2 separate regions of the Pan troglodytes genome follow, and region 2 is linked to region 1. Evidence: chromatin contacts called from public Hi-C data. All regions are on one chromosome and are shown on one strand. Each heading gives the region's core, a stretch centred on a gene start, on an enhancer-like site or on the middle of the called end of the contact. The rest is flanking DNA. Distances are from core to core; before and after follow the strand shown. Region 1 holds the start of RFLNB (refilin B). Region 2 overlaps VPS53 (VPS53 subunit of GARP complex).

Region 1 (3,355 bases), core at 552-3,051:
AAGACCTTGCTGATAAAACAGGCCGCGGTAAAGAAACCGGCCGAAACCCACCAAAACCAAGATGGCCATGAGAGTGACCTCTGGTGGTCCTCACTGCTACACTCCCACTCGCGCCCTGAGAGTTTACAAACGCTATGGCAACATCGGGAAGTTACCCTATATGGTCTAAAAACGGGAGGCATGAATAGCCCACCCCTTGTTTAGCATATCCTCAAGAAATAACCATAAAAATGGGCAACCAGCAGCCCTCGGAGCTGCTGTAAGGAGTAGGCATTCTTTTGTTCCTTTACTTTCCTAATAAACTTGCTTTCACTGTATGGACTCGTCCCGAATTCTTTCTTGCCCAAGATCCAAGAATCCTCTCTGAGGGCCTGGATCGGGACCCCTTCCCGGTAACACTTGCAATACCGTTTGGCCAGGACCGTGCACTGCGGATTTTGCAATCTCTTCCCGCAGACCCTGAATGCATGAACCACCTGCCAGCACACAGGCGCGTGCCAGGTTTTACCTTCTGTGGAGGGATGATGCCGACTCTCTGTCCGCAGCAAGCTGTCTCGGATCAGCTGTGTGACTTGGGGCAAGTGAAATCCCTCTCTGTTTCCTTACATGAAAGTGACAGCTAAGGGAGGTAAGAGGAGGGAACTTGGCCAGCGGGTCTCTAAGATCTACCTGCTCTGAGTTTCTGAGTTTAACAGGTCTGGCCCAAGCAGGACAAACATCCTTTATCTTTACAAGGATGTGCACTGGGCTGCCACTGTCTCAGCCAGGGACGTCCAGGGTGTGACTCCTGAGCTGTCCTGTAGGTCTGGGTGAGGCTCCAGCTCCAGGCCCTCGGCTGAATACCCATCAGAACCCCCAGGGGAGGGCTGCAGGTGGAGTGGGGACTCTGCACTTTCTGCTGACCTCGGAGACCCGTGAGAAACAGCCCAGTCCTACACCCCGCAGCTATGGAGACGAGTTCCCACTCAGGATAAGGCTTCGTTGTCACACCGAAGGGGTGGGGAGAAGTGCTGTCTGTTTTTCAGAAGGGATTCTCCTGGGGGTGGGGTGGGCAGAGCGGTTAGCCCCGGTGAGGGAGAAGCCGTGGCCCCCACCGGGCGGCCGGTGGCCCTAGAGGCAGCCCGCGGTCAACCTGCTGAGCGTGTCCCCGAGTCTGCGCCAGCCGCAGAAGGTCTCTGCCCCGCGTGTCCTGCGTGGCCACAGCCTGTCCAGCTGAGCACCAGGGGTGACCCGCGCCTGCGGAGCCCCTGAGGACAGGCCTCTCCTCCGGGACGGGCAGGAGCGCCAGAGCCCGCCTTCCGGGGCCAACAGGCGGCTGCGGCCACACGAAGCGCATTAACTATTAATAATTTCCAGTTGTTTGCTCGCCGGCTTCGCGCGGCTTCCCAGGCCTCTGCGGGATGGGATCCCCCGACCGCGAGCTCGGAAGCTGTTAGCGCCTCCCGGGTCCCGCTGCGACAGGGCGAGGGGTCAACGCGCCCCCAGGGCCCCGGCGCGAGCGGGTCCCCGCGTCCACCTGTAGCGCGCTGGGGGCCAGACCCCGGGCTGGGGGGCCTTTGGCGCTCGGTGCCGCCAGCGCGCGGGGATCGGCCTCGGGGGGCGGGGCTGGGAGCCAGAGGGCGGGGCCCACCGCCGGGGGCGGGGCCGGAGGGCGGGGAAGGGGCGGGGCGGGGGCGGGGCCGAAGCCGGGGTGGGGAAGGCTCGGGGCGGGGCCGAGGCCGGGCCTGGGGCGGGGAAGGGGCGGGGCCGAGGCCGGGGCGGGCAGCGGCGAGACCCGGGCGGCGCGCGGGCGGCGGGGCAGGGAGGGAGGGAGGGAGGGCGGCCGGGCGGGCAGCGGCCCCGGCCCGCGTCTGCGCCCCTCGCTGTCCCGCGACCCCGGCGCGGGTGCCTCGGGCCCCCCTCGCGCGCCGCCATGGTGGGCCGGCTGAGCCTACAGGATGTGCCCGAGCTCGTGGACGCGAAGAAGAAGGGCGACGGCGTCCTGGACAGCCCGGACTCGGGGCTGCCCCCCAGCCCCAGCCCCAGCCACTGGGGGCTCGCGGCGGGCGGAGGCGGCGGAGAGCGCGCGGCGGCACCGGGGACGCTGGAGCCCGACGCGGCGGCGGCGACCCCCGCGGCTCCGGTGAGTGGCCCCGCGCGGGCTCCTTCCCTCCCAGCGCCGCGGTTTCCGCTCCGGGCCCCCCAGCGGCTCCTGCTCCCCGGGCGCGCTGTGTCGGGACGGGGCGGCCATCGCCGGGAGCCCGGGGCGGGAGCGCCGCGAGCCTGGCCAGCTGGAGCGGGTGGCTGGAAAATTGTCATCGCCTGGGTGGCGCGGGAGCCCCGGGAGCGGCGAGCCGCCGTCTCCTCCCTTCGGGGTGGCGGCCCCGGGGCTGCCGGGCTGCGGGTCGGCCACATTCCTGCCTTTGCCGGGCGCGGGGGGCGCCTGGAGGGAACCCCGGCCCGACACCCCGCGGCTTTGGGCTCCCACGGGGCCGCGCGCCTCCTCCCAGCCGGGCCCCCCATCCCGGGGCACAGGGGCCAGAGCCTTCCTCGACCTTGGGAGAAAGGTCCCTCCCCAGCCTGCAGCCTCCCGGGGCCCCCTCTTGGCCTGAGCACCGGGAACCCGGTGTCCCTCACATGACGGGTGGGAGGCCTTTGGGTGGGTGGAAACTTTCACGGAGTAATCCTTTTACTTTACTTTAAAATGTTCATTTAAAGAAAAAACTCCACCTAATCTTTTGCCCTGGGACTCGCTCGGATGTTGGTGTTTGCTGCCTTTATTTAGAACTCTGGGGAAGCCACATCCTGCCCGCAGTCTCAGAAAAGCTGGAGCGGGGCTGCAGCCCGGCCCTGCTCCCTGGGATGGGGACCTCCAGCCCCCTCCCCCAGGTGAAGTCGGCGGCCGCTGCTGTCCCTAGGGATCCCCACGAGAGGTTCCTGGGGACCCCCACGGGAGCCCCGGCGGTGCTGGTGGTCTCGCCCCTCCCACCCTGTCTCTAGGTGGGCATCAGGGCAGTTTCCTCATCGCCATCCCAAGGCGGGGCTGGCTTCAACTTGGCCTTCAGCGCCCTCCCGTCCGGCCCCATCTGGCCTCGTCGTCCACCTGCCCTGGCCACAGGCCGGACACATACACCACACCAGCGTTTCTGCTGCTGCCCTCCACCCGCATGCCCAGGGCCTCTTATCTCTCCCAGGAGGCGTCCTGCTGGCCCCTCAATGCCCAGCTCATGTCACCTCCTCTGGGAGGCCTTCCTTGATGCTTCCCAGGGGCCAGAGTCCACGGCTACATCCCCGTTCCTGTGGCCCTTCGTTCATGGGTCTGTTATGACCTCTGCTGCCTCACATCACCCCAGCCCCAGCCTGGAGCGAGGGCCGT
Region 2 (3,355 bases), core at 274-2,773, 210 kb before region 1:
AACTCCTTGGCTCAAGTGATCTTCCTGCCTCAGCCTCCTGAGTAGCCGGAGGCTATTGGCGTGTGCCACCACACCCAGCTATTTTATTTTATGTTTGAAGAAGTAAATTGTATTGTGTATCTTTAAGGTGTATAACATGTTATAGGATACATATAGACAGTAAAATAGCCTGCAGAGAAGCAAATGAAGGTATTTGTCACCTCACATAGATCTCATTTTTATCTCCTTAGATCTGAGTTTTTTCTGTACCATATTTGTTCTGCCTCATGAACTTCCTTTAGTGTTTCTTATAACACAGTCTGCTGGCAAGAAATGCTCTCAGCTTTTCTTTGCTTGAAAAGTTTTAATTTTGCTTTTATTTTTTAAAAATATTTTTGCTTGGTTTAGGACTCTAGGTTGGCAGCTTTGTTGTTTTATTTTTTTTTTTTTAGTACTTTAAAAATGTCAGTCATTGTCTTCTAGCTTGCATTGTTTCTGAGAAGTCAACCCTTATTCCTCTTGGGATCTCAGCACTTCTTGGATCAGTGGTTTAATGCCTTTCACTTAAAAAAAAAATTCTCAGCCATTATCTCTTCAAATGTTTCTGTTGTGTTCTCTCTTCCTCCTAGAATTCTACTTACATGTCTTTTAGAACATTTAATACTGTCCTGCAGGTGTTGGATTTTCTTTTCTTTTTTCCTCTTTGTGTTTCAGTTTGGGTACTTTCTATTGACCCACCTTAAAGTTCACCGATCCTTTTTTTGCTGTGTCGAGTGTGCTGAGGCTGTTGAAGGAATTCTTCAGCCCTGACACCATGTCCTTTTTTCTAGCACTTCCGTTTGATTCTTTCTTATAATTTCCTGCTCTCTGCTGCAATTCTTCATCTGCTCATGCAGGTAAAACACCTTTTCTACCAGATTCTTTAGCATATTATTCATTGTTATTTTAAAATCCCCTCCTCTGTAGCCTGTCTAATATTTATACCAAATGGCTCCTCTTTGAGACAGGTTCTGTTGGTTGCTTTGTCTCTTAACAATGGGTGCTTTTCCTTTCTTCCCTTTCTTCTTTTTTTTCTTTTTTGGCGTATATATGTCCTAAAATTTTTTATTGAATGCCAGGCATTTTGTGTAGAAGAGGAGAGAGTGCCCACATTTTTTCCTCATGAACACCCAGTGAAGGTCTTGGAAAAGAGCCTGAGAGTGGGTGCAAACCCACCTGTGCTTACACTTTCCAGGCCTCCCTACCATTGCGCCAGCCCACACTTGGCCTTTAGTAACTTGTTAAAAATTTTCCTTCAGCCCTCTCGCCTGCTTGTGTGGCACCCCCGTCTTCCTTACATGCCTTTCTACATGGAGACGGTTCTCCTGTCCTGTCTTTCCTGGGGGAGCACCTTCCTTCTTGGATTTCAGGATGCTTGGTTGCCTTTAGCTCTCTGCTAGGTTGAAGAAAAGTTGTGGTTTTCAGTTTCCGCTTTCCTCCTTGTTAGCGTAAGAGCAGCACTCTCTGCTTTCTGCATCCTCGGCAGAAGCACAGCTGATCAGCGGGTTTCGTGCAGCATGGTGTGGCAAGTTCATTAATTCAATTTCAAATCCCACACTGCAGCTGATCCTCAAGAATCTACCACTTTTTGAGTTTTAGTGTAGTTTAAAAAAGGCTTATCACCAAGTACCTGAAAAGGGCTGCTGTGTTTAAAGTGTTCTGTTCTATGAATTGCAGCTGAATAGACTAAGAAATGGGTATTAAAATATTTCTTCCTTTTCTAATTACATATATCTATGTGAAGCCAGATTTTCTTCCTATTTTCAACCAAAACAGCATGTCACAGCACAGGAATGTTGGTATCCCCCACGATTCCTATGCTGGAACTTAATCCCTATTGTGACAGGATTTAGAAGCAGGGCCTTCGGGAGGTGACTGAGTCACAAGGGGTCTGCCCTCATCTGTGAGATCAGTGTCCTCATAAAAGACTTTTGAAGGATGGCCATTTGCCCCTTTCCCCATGTGAGGACACACAGAAGATGCCGTCTGTGAGGAAAGGATCCTCACCGGGCACCAGATCTCCCGGTGCCTCCATCTTGGACTTTCCAGCTTCCAGGACTGTTAACAATTTCTGTTGTTTAGAAATTACCCAGTTTAAAATATTTGATTATATTAATAGCAGCCTAAATAGACAAAGAGATGGGTATTAAAGTATTTCTTCCTTTTCTAACTACATATATCTATGTGAAGCCAGATTTTCTTCATATTTTCAACCAGAACAACAGATCACAACAGATTCAATACGGAAGTGTGTATGGGAGTCCAGCTGGTGTTTATCAGAGCAGACACTAAAGATTTTTGCAGAGACACCCCAGCAGTGCCACGCTTCTCAAGAAATTTGTTTTGTAGGCCGGGCGCAGTGGCTCACGCCTGGAATCCCAGCACTTGGGGAGGCTGAGGCAGGCAGATCACGAGGTCAGGAGTTCGAGACCACCCTGACCAATATGGTGAAACCATGTCTCTACTAAAAATACAAAAATTAGCTGAGTGTGGTGGCGGGTACCTGTAGTCCCAGCTACTCGGGAGGCTGAGGCAGAAGAATAACTTGAACCCAGGAGGCTGAGGTTGCGGTGAGCCGAAATTGCACCACTGCACTCCAGCCTGGGCAACAGAGCGATATTCCCTCTCAAAACAGAAAACAAAAAACAAACAAACAAAAAAACAACTTTGTTTTGTCTGGGGGAAAATATAGTTATTTTTCAAAAAACATGTAATTTATGCTAACATGTAATATATTTATCATTGTCATGTTTAAATGGATTAACAGATACATATTTTTTATTTAAACCCCTCAGTTTTAATCTCCAACATTGGTATATGTCAGTAGATATAACCTACATAAACCCTTTCAATAAATTTCCAAGGGTATAAAGAGATTCTGAGGTCAAAAAGTTTTAGAAATGCTCTTTAGGATCAGGTAAGAGTGGGAATGGCAGGCAGTTTGTTGTTGATTTTAATGACAGGCACTTTACATAGTGTATCTGTTCATTTGCTCACTCAGTACATATTTAGTGAGTGCCTTCTGTGTGGTTGGCACTATTTTAAGCATTGAGAATTACACAATGAACAAAGCAAAAGACCCTTCTCTCCCAGAGCTGACACCAAGTGTAATGTTGTCTTGTTTCCCGATTCTTTGACTGTTAAGGAGAGATCATCACAATCTTGGTCACTAAGCACTTTTGCCAGAAAATAGACGTTGGATTTTATCATTTGCCCTCTCAGCATGTACTGAATATAGTCATAGGGGTTTTTTCATGTTGTTGATTTGCTTAAGTTTTTTTTTCCTTCTTTTTAAAATATTTAACCTTTCTTAAATGCTTGCTGGGTCATCGTGTAT

What was found. Hi-C and Micro-C count contacts between places; a contact is called where the count stands out from the background.
Region 2: a contact with region 1 is called in a Hi-C map of stem cell-derived neural progenitor cells, with 3 times the contacts expected there. The contact joins the enhancer-like site here to the promoter of RFLNB in region 1. A contact is called at or near these places in 2 of 7 Hi-C or Micro-C datasets (induced pluripotent stem cells and stem cell-derived neural progenitor cells), 1 of 1 datasets of contacts at active chromatin or transcription factors (stem cell-derived excitatory neurons) and 1 of 1 other capture datasets (stem cell-derived neural stem cells).

What each region holds. Positions count from the first base shown.
Region 1 is chr19:10,947,893-10,951,247 of NHGRI_mPanTro3-v2.0_pri, reverse strand. RFLNB (refilin B) reads left to right here and starts at 1,801. Exons shown (of 3, transcript XM_024350152.3): 1 at 1,801-2,122. The coding sequence starts at 1,913.
Region 2 is chr19:11,153,514-11,156,868 of NHGRI_mPanTro3-v2.0_pri, reverse strand. All of the region lies in intron 5 of VPS53 (VPS53 subunit of GARP complex), which reads left to right. Among named protein-coding and RNA genes, the nearest start is that of VPS53, 51 kb to the left of the region's middle. Within about 2 kb of position 1,523, at least 8 of the 24 cell types and tissues checked have an H3K27ac peak or open chromatin away from gene starts, as enhancers often do. A contact at or near this core is called in stem cell-derived neural progenitor cells and stem cell-derived neural stem cells, where this site is marked.